Regions from separate parts of the Mus musculus genome. Here region 1 is linked to region 2. The links are chromatin contacts, called in public capture Hi-C maps. All regions are on one chromosome and are shown on one strand. The core of a region is the stretch at or near the end of the contact, and the rest is flanking DNA. Distances in the headings are between cores, read along the strand shown. Region 1 overlaps Ctnnd2 (catenin (cadherin associated protein), delta 2). Region 2 overlaps Ctnnd2 (catenin (cadherin associated protein), delta 2).

Region 1 (4,945 bases), core at 1,344-3,843, 220 kb before region 2:
CAATACATATTTATAGCTTGCATTTGTATCTCCAGCAGAACTAATTCAGCTCTAAACTCAGTAAATGGAAGATGGTCTTATTTTAGAGTAACAAAAATTGGCATGCGTGAAACCATACTCAGTAGGATTTTGACACTCATGTGAGACACTTTTTATTTCTTCAAAATTGCTAGAGATTCAATAAAAACTTATAATGGTGGGCAAAACAAAACAAAATAAACAAAATAAACCAAAAAACCCACCCAACTTTATACTAAATACCTATGGCCTTCCTATTGTCCTTTAGTGACAGAAAAGGATGCTGTGTACTCATGGGGTTATGTATAGCTTATACTATAAAGTATGTATATTATATTATACTATAAAGTATGTATAGCTTATACTATAAAGACTCTACTCAAAATTGTCTAGGTTAGATTCCTGTCACCTGCAGATTTGGGAAAGGAATACGTCACTGCTGAGCCTCCGCTCAAGTCTAAGGGACAGAGTTAAAGATCACACTGCCTCAATCTGATGTTGCGAGCCCACGTGATGTGCAAACAGCAGAGTGTGCCACTCTAAGCCATGCACGGCAAGTGTTCTGCAGTATAATGTGTTTCTCAATATAATTTTGTTCATCGTTAATATTTAATGTGTTCACTCATCATGATAAACACATTTAACTCAACGCACAGACAATTAAGTTAAGCGACGGAGACTGTCAGTAGAACAAAGTAAAAGGCAAGTTCTATCACTTGGAAAGCTTTCTCCCTCTGTCGTTGATATGTGATCCCAGCACTGAGTTTCTCAACACCCCTCCCCCGCCCACCCCACCCACCTTTGAAAAAAGTAGGAGACAATTGTGATGCTTACATCTATGAGGACAGGACAGTTTCAAGGCCTCTCTGTCTGCGTGCCCATTAGTCCTGACCCATCTCCAGCAAAGTTCCCAGAACAGTTGCTAACATGCAAAGATGGACTTGCCAGCTATGCGCAAAGATGGTGACATCACAAGCCCTGTAGTGTGGGATCCATTTCCTCTTGTGCCATCTTCTTTCATCGCTTCCCTGCTATCTCTCCTCACTCACTCATCTTTGCTGAGCAAACATGGCCATGCTGGCCCTCTGTCCTCTGCCCCTTACTACTAATAGATACCTATGCTTTGAGTTAGTTTCAGGTATGTTTCTCTGGGGTGGTCTCCTAAAAGAAGCATGCTGGGCACACATGTGACCTCACTAATTTGTCACTTGTGGTTTTTCCCATCAAAACTAAGCTCTGTCTTACTCTACACTGGCTTTAAAACTGAAATTGGAGCAGTTGTAGCAAAAAATTGAGAATGGTGGGTCATGACTGTAATCCCTGCACCTTCGAGACAGAGGCAGAGAGATGGCTATATGTACAGAGGCATCCTGGGCTACACAGTGACTTCTAAGTCAACCTGGGCTGCAGTGTGAGACAGTGTTTTAAACCCTCCTCAACTGAAGCTGTGCATGTGGAACACAGAAATGACAGGTCCTTTACATGCGAACCGTGCGGCGGCATGTTTTCCAGTTCACTAGAGCTGCCTTGTGCCTATGAGAAAAGTGCGTGACTTCTTTCTGGTACATTTCTAAGATCCCAGGTTGGTTATCTGTTAAACAACCAAAGTTAACATTTAATGATTCAGGAATACTACTTAGTGTCATGGAAGACAGTAAGAGTACATACTATAGTGACCCTCTCTGCAACATGGAGTAGACAGCTAATATGCAGAAAGTTTGGGACCTCCAAGGATGGCAAACTGGTTCCCACTCAGCTTTGTGTAATAAAAAGATGTATAATTGCACAAGAAAAGAAGTAATACTAAGAAACCCTGAGTGTCTAATGCCTTGAGTTTCGTAAACGTAACACTTTTCCGAGTTTAACCCAGATTGTGACAACTCTGAAATCTTGGCCTTGTTTCTACCAAGCTCAGTCATGGGGAAGATCATGTTGTAGAGAGGGGGATATGTTTCTTCCTGCCCAAGTGCTTTCTGAAACTGACAGCCTGACATCCTTCGACAGCACTTGAAACCCTGGACAAGCTCTTAGCTAAGAAAACAAGTCCTGGATAAAAGACTGACCCATATATCCAATTTTCTATGAGGTGTGTGTGCTGGGATTTTGGCAGAGTGCCATCCTCTGTAACTAGCTGGGCCTTAGTGTCTATCCACACTTCCTAAACCTATGCAGGTGCTTCTGCAACGTGCTCCAGCTGTGTCACTGAAACTCCGTTCTCTTGTTGATCTTCTTTCTTACCTTTTTCACCTAGTTCACAAAAATCACAGTGGCAAGCATCCGTGTATGTGTGTGAGTGCGTGCGCTCGCTTGCACACATGCACACACCCCTATTGTTCATCACCTTCAGTGTGAGTATATTGTTTCCGAGGTTAACTTTAACTTAGCTTATTGTAATCACGCCCAATGGACATCCTTATTTTGCCTTTGATCCCTGAATCAGATTGCTAACATATCAAGTCAGAGTAAGCCTGCTGCAAACGAAGCCAGACTATGTCAGTTATGTGCCTGCCCTCATTGTGTTGTAAGGCCTCCGGAATCTATCCAACCTCAGCAAGGGCCAAGCCCTCCTCCTGCTCAGAGCTTCCCTTTTGTGCATGGCAGGCACACTCCCAGTCCCCAGCCTCTGAGCTCGCCCTTCCCTAGTCTTCACAGGGCTGGTTGGCTCACCACTTCAGGGAAGACTCAAAAGCCACCTTCTGAGTCACCCCGTTGAAAGTATTGTATTTTCTGTCCTCTCTGTTTGAGAGGAGTCGGGAACTTTCAGGGGATGTATTGTCTCTAGCAACTGACTTGGTGGTGGTATACAGAGAGAGAACAGCGAAGACCTGAGACCTTAGCTGACAGTGAGCATCTCTATCCTCTACCGATACTTCTGGTTGTCAGTAACAGATCTCCCGATTCACAGCTCTACTGAGACAAAATCTATTCTGTAATCTCAATATATATATATATATATTTTGCCATTTCATTTGGCAAGCCAGGTGGCTCCAAACTTTATGATACTTGGAAGAGATTCAAACACAGGGCATCAGATGCAGGGTATGTAAGCTTGGCTGTCTGTGAGCTCACACATACTATAGTCCATCTCTGATAACTCTCTTTGGCCATGGGTCATGATTTTCCAAATGGAACTCGAGATCTTACTCGAATCCATCCTTCATATACTCTGACAGGATAATTCTGAACTCAAACCCACCAGTGGCAATTTGCATGAAGAAGTCTTTAAATGAATATTTTAACATGTATGTTAAACAAATGAATTCAAACATTTAAAATGTTCACTGCAACTCTAAAATTATGTCTCTTTGATGGCATATTGAATATTTTTTCCTCACTAGGTAGCAAAAATGTAATATGGCAAGAAAATATGAGGAACAGATGGGAATGTCTTGGTCAACTAGAGCTCTCTTTCTGACTGGAGAAGCCTTCACCTCTAACAGAAAGAAATGTGACTGTATACATACCATCAGCACCTGTAGCAGCACCAGCACCACCACCAGCACCAGCACCAGCACCAACACTAACACCAGCAACAGCACTAACACCAATACCAGCACCACCACCAGCACCAACACCAGCACCAGCACTAACACCAGCACCACCACCAACATCAGCACCAGCACCAGTACCAGCACTAACACCAGCACCAGTACCAGCACCAACACCAGCACCAGCACCAACACCAGTACCAACACCAACACCAGCACCAGCACCAGTACCAACACCAATACCAATACCAACACCAGCACCAGTACCAACACTACACCAGCACCAGCACCAACAACAGTACCAACACCAACATCAGCACCAGTACCAGCACCACCAGCAGCACCAGTACCAACATCAGCACCAGCACCCCACCCCGACTGACTGCCATCAAAGCCTTTGAAACATTCTTTGCAGCCCTTAGAATATAAGTCATTTTCAAAATATGCAAGGAATGGTCGCATTCTTGGTAACTGTATTTCCATTCCCTAAACCTTTCCTCAAAATTCTACACGTTCTGCTATCTGGCCACTCTCTGCTTCCCCACAGGTATACAGTGTGACAGCACATGTCTGTCACACATCAGCAGGTGAGGGAAGAGGTGGGACCCCCTCCCTCAACAAACAAACAAACAAACAAACAAACACCACCACCAACAACAAAACCACCCTTCTGTTTTCCACCAGGCAAACACAGAAATGCAATGGGCTTTAGAAGTCTACAGACCCCTAACTCCTTGCATCTTCTCTATGGTGGCTGGGGGATGACCAGGGTGACCTCTCACCCCTCTGATTCTTGGTATGATCTCATAAACATAAAGCTTGTTGCCTGTTTCCTAAGATGCTCTTCAAACTAGTGGCTACCTTAGAAGACATAGCTGGGCATTAATGATTGGCTACCTCCAAAATCCCACTCTCCAGGCACAGCAGTGAGACAGATTATTCTCTGCAAACAAACCGAGCACAGTCCTGTGGGCAGCATATCCCAGCCTGCATCCCACTAAGCCAGCTAACCAGCTAACTAGCTAACTAGTCTTTGCTGGTGATTACTGTGTTTGAATTAAAGAAGTCCTTGGCCACCTGCCTTGTGCCTGTGACAAGTTCCCTTTTTTTTTTTTAATCCTATTTATCTTCACAGTCATCTATTTGTGTCAAGACAAGAAGCATACGAGCACAGCATCTGTTACTAGAGTCACAAAATTACCAAATACTTCTAGAAGGAAAGAAATAGGCGATAAATCCAGATTACATGTCAGGTGTCTTAGGAGGGAGCATTAGTCTTTCAATCACAGTGTCTTGTTTAAACTGAGCATATGGCATTGACAGCACAGTCGCCAGCTCAGCCTGGTCTGTAATAGGGACAGGCACCACAGAAATGTCACCTCTTCTGATTTGGCAGAAGAAAGCAGCCTCTCCAACTCAGACAACCCCCGTCCCCCGCT
Region 2 (5,188 bases), core at 2,507-5,006:
GCTGCCACCTCAATGTTTTGTGCTAAATGTACCACAGAAGATTCTAAGTGATGGAAACTATGAAGAGTCCTGTTAAGTTCTGAATCACTGTGATTCATAGAAACCCAGAAAATACCTAGTTAGAAGTATAAATTAATGCAGAGCAGCCTCTGACAGGCCTAAGGCTTTAAATATCATCTATATGCTGATGGTTCCCAAGGCTTTCATCTCCTTTCTATGACCCCATGGAGCTCTGGGCTCATTGACTCAACTACCAACCTCCCCCTTCCTCTTGATATTTATCTATCTGACTTCTTGAAGTTCATTCCCCAGAATAGATTTGTTATTTCTCTCATTATCCCTGTCCAATCTCTCCTAGCCTTTCTAGGTTTTAATCATCCCCACCTCTGTAAAGGAGATCTTCAGCACATAGGCCTAGAGGACAGAAACTTCACAGAAGAGTTAAGTTGCTTCTCCTTACACGGCGCAAAGATTCACCAGGAAGATTTGGTTCATTTCACTCTCCTGAGAGATGTATCTTGAACACATTCCTATGATCTCTACTGATGCTGGCTACCTTTCCACCGCTGGCCTGAATCTCCAGCTCGGTGCGGTACATATCTATAGACACGGCCTCAGAAAAGGCTGAGCTCGAAGGATCAGTTGAACTCATAAGGTCAAGAGATCACCTTGGGCAACTGAGTGATACTTTATCTCAAAAAGTAAATACAAACAAAAAATAAAGTCCAATCCATTGGCTCTACTTTATTATCCACAGAGTAGAGTTTTGTTTTTAAATTTTGATCTCATAATTGTATTCTTTTGCATCGAATATTGAAATAGCTTCCTTGTGAACCTGTTTGGAGGTTGCAAAAGAACAGTGCAGCGGTTGATACACCTTTAGCCAAAAAGGGTACTCCTCTACTTAAGAGATCCTTGCCTTTGAGTGCTGATGGTTTCAGGAAGAAAACACGCTGAGTGCTGAACTCTGAGTGGTTGGTATTTAACACTATTTTTCCTACTAACTGCAGAAAAACTAACTGCTCTTAAAAGTATGACCTTCTCCCTAAATCCATGGCATCTGCTACCCCTCACTAGGACCATCACCCTTAAGTGAAAATGAATGACTCATTGCTCACTGACCCCTCATGGCGGAAGAACATTTCTTGAACTTTGGAATATATAACACTCAATTTAAAACAAAAAACAACAACAACAAAAAACCTTTATAGTGGACGAAATCTCAACAATTTCCTTTTTCCATAGTCTAGCTGGTAATATGTACCTCTGGCCCATGAAGTGGCAGGAAGGAACATTCTGTGAGGCTGTGACTAGACCAAGGTTGTCTTAGTACATGTTGGGTGAGAGCTAAGCTTTAACCTGAGGTGGTAGCCTCCCATCTACATTTCATGGACTCAAGGTATTAAATGGATGAACTTCTTCCCCTTGGCCAGGCTACATTAACCTTTTATCACTGTAGGTTTTCATCCTAGCAAAACCACACTGAGAATCCTTTAACCTACACCATGACCTTCTTTAAATATGAGCAGAAACTTGGAACTGATTTATTTGACGTCAATTTGGTTTGAGTCCTAGTATTTGCTATATTGATTTATGATCACAATATAAGTGTCCATGACAGACTTTTACTGCTTGTTCTGGACACGAAGTGCCACTTTACATGCCTATATGCTGAGTTCCCTCTGTAGCACTCCACTAAAATCACTAGGTCATTCCACGAGATTCAAGCTCAGTTAAACGTAGCCAATCCAATGATAGTAATGACCTTCATAAAGTGATCTAAAGCAAAAGCTCAATACCTGTCCAGTGAAGGCACATATTTCACTTGGATTATGGAGGAGATGATGCTAAAAAGCTTCATCGAGCCCTGTGTATTGTATCTTAAAATGCCAAACATTTAGAAATGTATACTTAAAAGTGTTGAAGATGTTAATAAGGAGATAGTTTACTCTGGAGTAAAAAATTAGTAGCTGTGGCTTGGAAACCAGCATGTAGCGATCTACAAATTCCATGTCCAACATGGCAATAGTTTCATGATTGACAAAAAAAAGTCATAAGTTGGGGTATTTTTTAAAGATTTTGGAGAGAACGTCAGGTAGGCTGGGTGTACTGGTGTGGAGGAGTCTCTCCTATAGGTCTCAGATGTTGCATGGTTTCACTCTTAGCCTTTGAGTTGGTGGAAGTTAGGGTCTGTTTGCACAATCCAGAGAGTTTATTTGATAGTTACAAGGCTACTAGGTCAAACAAAGAGATGAGAAACAAATGGCTTCATGGAATTGAAGATAACCTGAAACATTCCCACTTGCCACAATTCTCAAAATTCTAGTGGGTCACTCGGTCATATAGAATCTTTTACAAAGGTGTACATCCTCCCTCTCCTGTGAACTTCAGTTCAGAAACAATATATTTGTAAGAACAGCTGATTTTGACTGTATCGCCTTACCTAGTCAGTGTAATCATATAAAAGAACAATAGTATTCCCGTTTGGACATGGATCAACTGAGAAGAAAAGTAACCACACCAGACTGACAAACCAGTAAGTGTTAATGTCTGAAGCCAACTGAGTTTCTTTCGCAGCCAGAGAAGCCAGCTTTCAATAACCTACCCTCCTCCCCTTGCCTCACAATAGCAAGCACTGTAGGTTCTAGTTGACGGTCCATAACTTTTAAGCAAAAGAAAGTCATCCTCACAAATGTTGCCCAAGTCAATTATAAAATGCATTGCTGAAAACATCATCCACACAGTTCTACTCCTCAAAAATGGTATGAAGTCATAGTTTTGAGTCACTGACATATTTCTATTTGGCTACCCTGTTGTTTGTTGAAATATAGCTGCATGTTTACTTAAGCTCACAAGGATACTGTTGCTTAGTTTCTGGTTCGAGAAAAAGACACTTTATTGAAGAAACACAGCTTAGATATACACCAGTTTGGACTCAAGAATTAATACATACATTTGAGGGGTAAGTTGTTGTGTTAGGAAAAGTCTAACAGAAAAACATGCTAACTCACACTTTCATGGAGTTTTACTTTGAGGTAGACTTAGAGTTATCTTGTTATCTGATCATGGAATCCACATAATATAATCTCGTGCCATGTTTATCAATATGCAATGATAAATATTTTCCCTAAAACAAAAACTGGTGTGAGTACATAGTTCACGTGGTCCCTTGCATGGCACATAGTCCTGGGTACCAATTTGCCTCTGTGATAGCATCCCCTCTAAGAAGACACCTCCATGTGCTCCCCTCATCTATGCTTGTGCTTTCTGCATGTGCATCTCTAGCCAATCACCACTTGCTATCCTGGTCTAGAAAACCTCATTTCTAGATCAAGATCAAATGCCACAGAGAACAGTGCTTGCTCCTCCCAAGAATTACCAGGTAGTGACTATGTGAAGAAGACACTACATACAAGTATGAAAACATCATAATAAAACCATTTTTTGCACAACTGTATATGTTAATGAAAATGACTTTTATAGACCAGTTATCATGGCATGCACCTTTAATCTAAGTACTCCAGAGACAGAGGCAGGTGGTGTTCTACTCAAGGCCAGCATGGTCTATGCATCGAGTGCCAGATCACCCAGGGTTATATAGTGAGCACTCAACTAAAGAAATATGTTGAAGTTTATAAAAAGAAAGATGATTTTACAAAAGGAGAACTTGAAGATGAATTGTTTTGCTTGGTTATATGTTCTTTTCTTTCAGTAAAATTATGACTCAGGCTTTATATTTGGAAGCTTGTTTTTCATAGAAACAGGAAACTGTCAGGAGTAATCACTAATTATTTTTGAAGAACAATATCAAGCCTGTCTGTCTCTGTGAAAGGTTCTTAAAGAACTAATATCTAAAGTGAGCAGAGCTGTGCCGAGATACACGGAATCCTAGCTACATATCCTCCTACAATTCCAAGGTAAGTGCATTAAGTAAATTTAAGTATAAAGAAAAAAATTTTTTTAAATTTTTTTAAATTAGGTATTTAGCTCATTTACATTTCCAATGCTATACCAAAAATCCCCCATACCCACCTACCCCCACTCCCCTACCCGCCCACTCCCCCTTTTTGGCCCTGGCGTTCCCCTGTTCTGGGGCATATAAAGTTTGCGTGTCCAATGGGCCTCTCTTTCCAGTGATGGCCGACTAGGCCATCTTTTGATACATATGCAGCTAGAGTCAAGAGCTCCGGGGTACTGGTTAGTTCATAATGTTGTTCCACCTATAGGGTTGCAGATCCCTTTAGCTCCTTGGGTACTTTCTCTAGCTCCTCCATTGGGAGCCCTGTGATCCATCCATTAGCTGACTGTGAGCATCCACTTCTGTGTTTGCTAGGCCCCGGCATAGTCTCACAAGAGACAGCTACATCTGGGTCCTTTCGATAAAATCTTGCTAGTGTATGCAATGGTGTCAGCGTTTGGATGCTGATTATGGGGTGGATCCCTGGATATGGCAGTCTCTACATGGTCCATCCTTTCATCTCAGCTCCAAACTTTGTCTCTGTAACTCCTTCCAAGGGTGTTTTGTTCCCACTTCTAAGGAAAAAAAATTATCCACTAATGCCAAAGCTACAGAAAAGCAGAGATGAAATTCCTTATTAAGATTATTTCTAAGAATAAAAAATTACAAACTTCTAAAGAATTTTATGGTCAACTGACATCAGCCTATGTTCATGACTCCACTCCTCTAAGGCCCAGGCATTCTCTCCCCATTGCAGCATGCATTACTTGAATGGATGCTCTTCCTGTTTCATGTTGGCAATGCCAGTGAAATATATCAGTGGTCCAAAACACTTCTCTGTGACATCTCCTAAGAAGATTCATCAATGTCAAAACACTTCCATTAAAATCTGTTTTGGTTTTGAGTCATATTTATTTTACTGTCAAGCATCTGTATACCAATTACAGCGTGTGGAAGTAATGAGATTAAAGCTTAACTTTCGTCTTCCCCACAATCTTGTGGTATATAAATACCATTCAGGAGGTTTACATTGAAATAATATTTCTAAAAGTCACTGATTAATGATTATAAAAGCCATTTATGACAGTTGCAAGTCAACCCCGTGCTTCCTTCAAAGTGATAGGAAAAGGAACGGTATAAAGACCAAAATTCTGTGGGTTTCAGAACCAAGGCACAAACCGGGAACTGAGGGACTGGCCATACCTAAGTCCTTTTGGCATTCAAAATGAT

Evidence for each region. Capture Hi-C pulls out chosen DNA fragments and counts their contacts.
Region 1: a capture Hi-C map of bone marrow-derived macrophages shows a contact between it and region 2, with 6 times the contacts expected there. The contact joins two enhancer-like sites. A contact is called at or near these places in 1 of 39 promoter capture datasets (hippocampal neurons), 1 of 15 datasets of contacts at CTCF or cohesin (pro-B cells), 6 of 484 Hi-C or Micro-C datasets (the HPC-7 cell line, bone marrow-derived macrophages, cerebral cortex and 2 more), 1 of 115 datasets of contacts at active chromatin or transcription factors (bone marrow-derived macrophages) and 2 of 9 other capture datasets (bone marrow-derived macrophages and embryonic stem cells).

The regions. Positions count from the first base shown.
Region 1 is chr15:30,647,804-30,652,748 of GRCm38.p6, reverse strand. All of the region lies in intron 7 of Ctnnd2 (catenin (cadherin associated protein), delta 2), which reads right to left. Among named protein-coding and RNA genes, the nearest start is that of Gm31841, 32 kb to the left of the region's middle. Within about 2 kb of position 2,593, at least 9 of the 459 cell types and tissues checked have an H3K27ac peak or open chromatin away from gene starts, as enhancers often do. A contact at or near this core is called in bone marrow-derived macrophages, where this site is marked.
Region 2 is chr15:30,430,314-30,435,501 of GRCm38.p6, reverse strand. The region is part of intron 2 of Ctnnd2 (catenin (cadherin associated protein), delta 2); the gene reads right to left. Among named protein-coding and RNA genes, the nearest start is that of Gm41284, 70 kb to the left of the region's middle. Within about 2 kb of position 3,756, at least 1 of the 459 cell types and tissues checked has an H3K27ac peak or open chromatin away from gene starts, as enhancers often do. A contact at or near this core is called in bone marrow-derived macrophages, where this site is marked.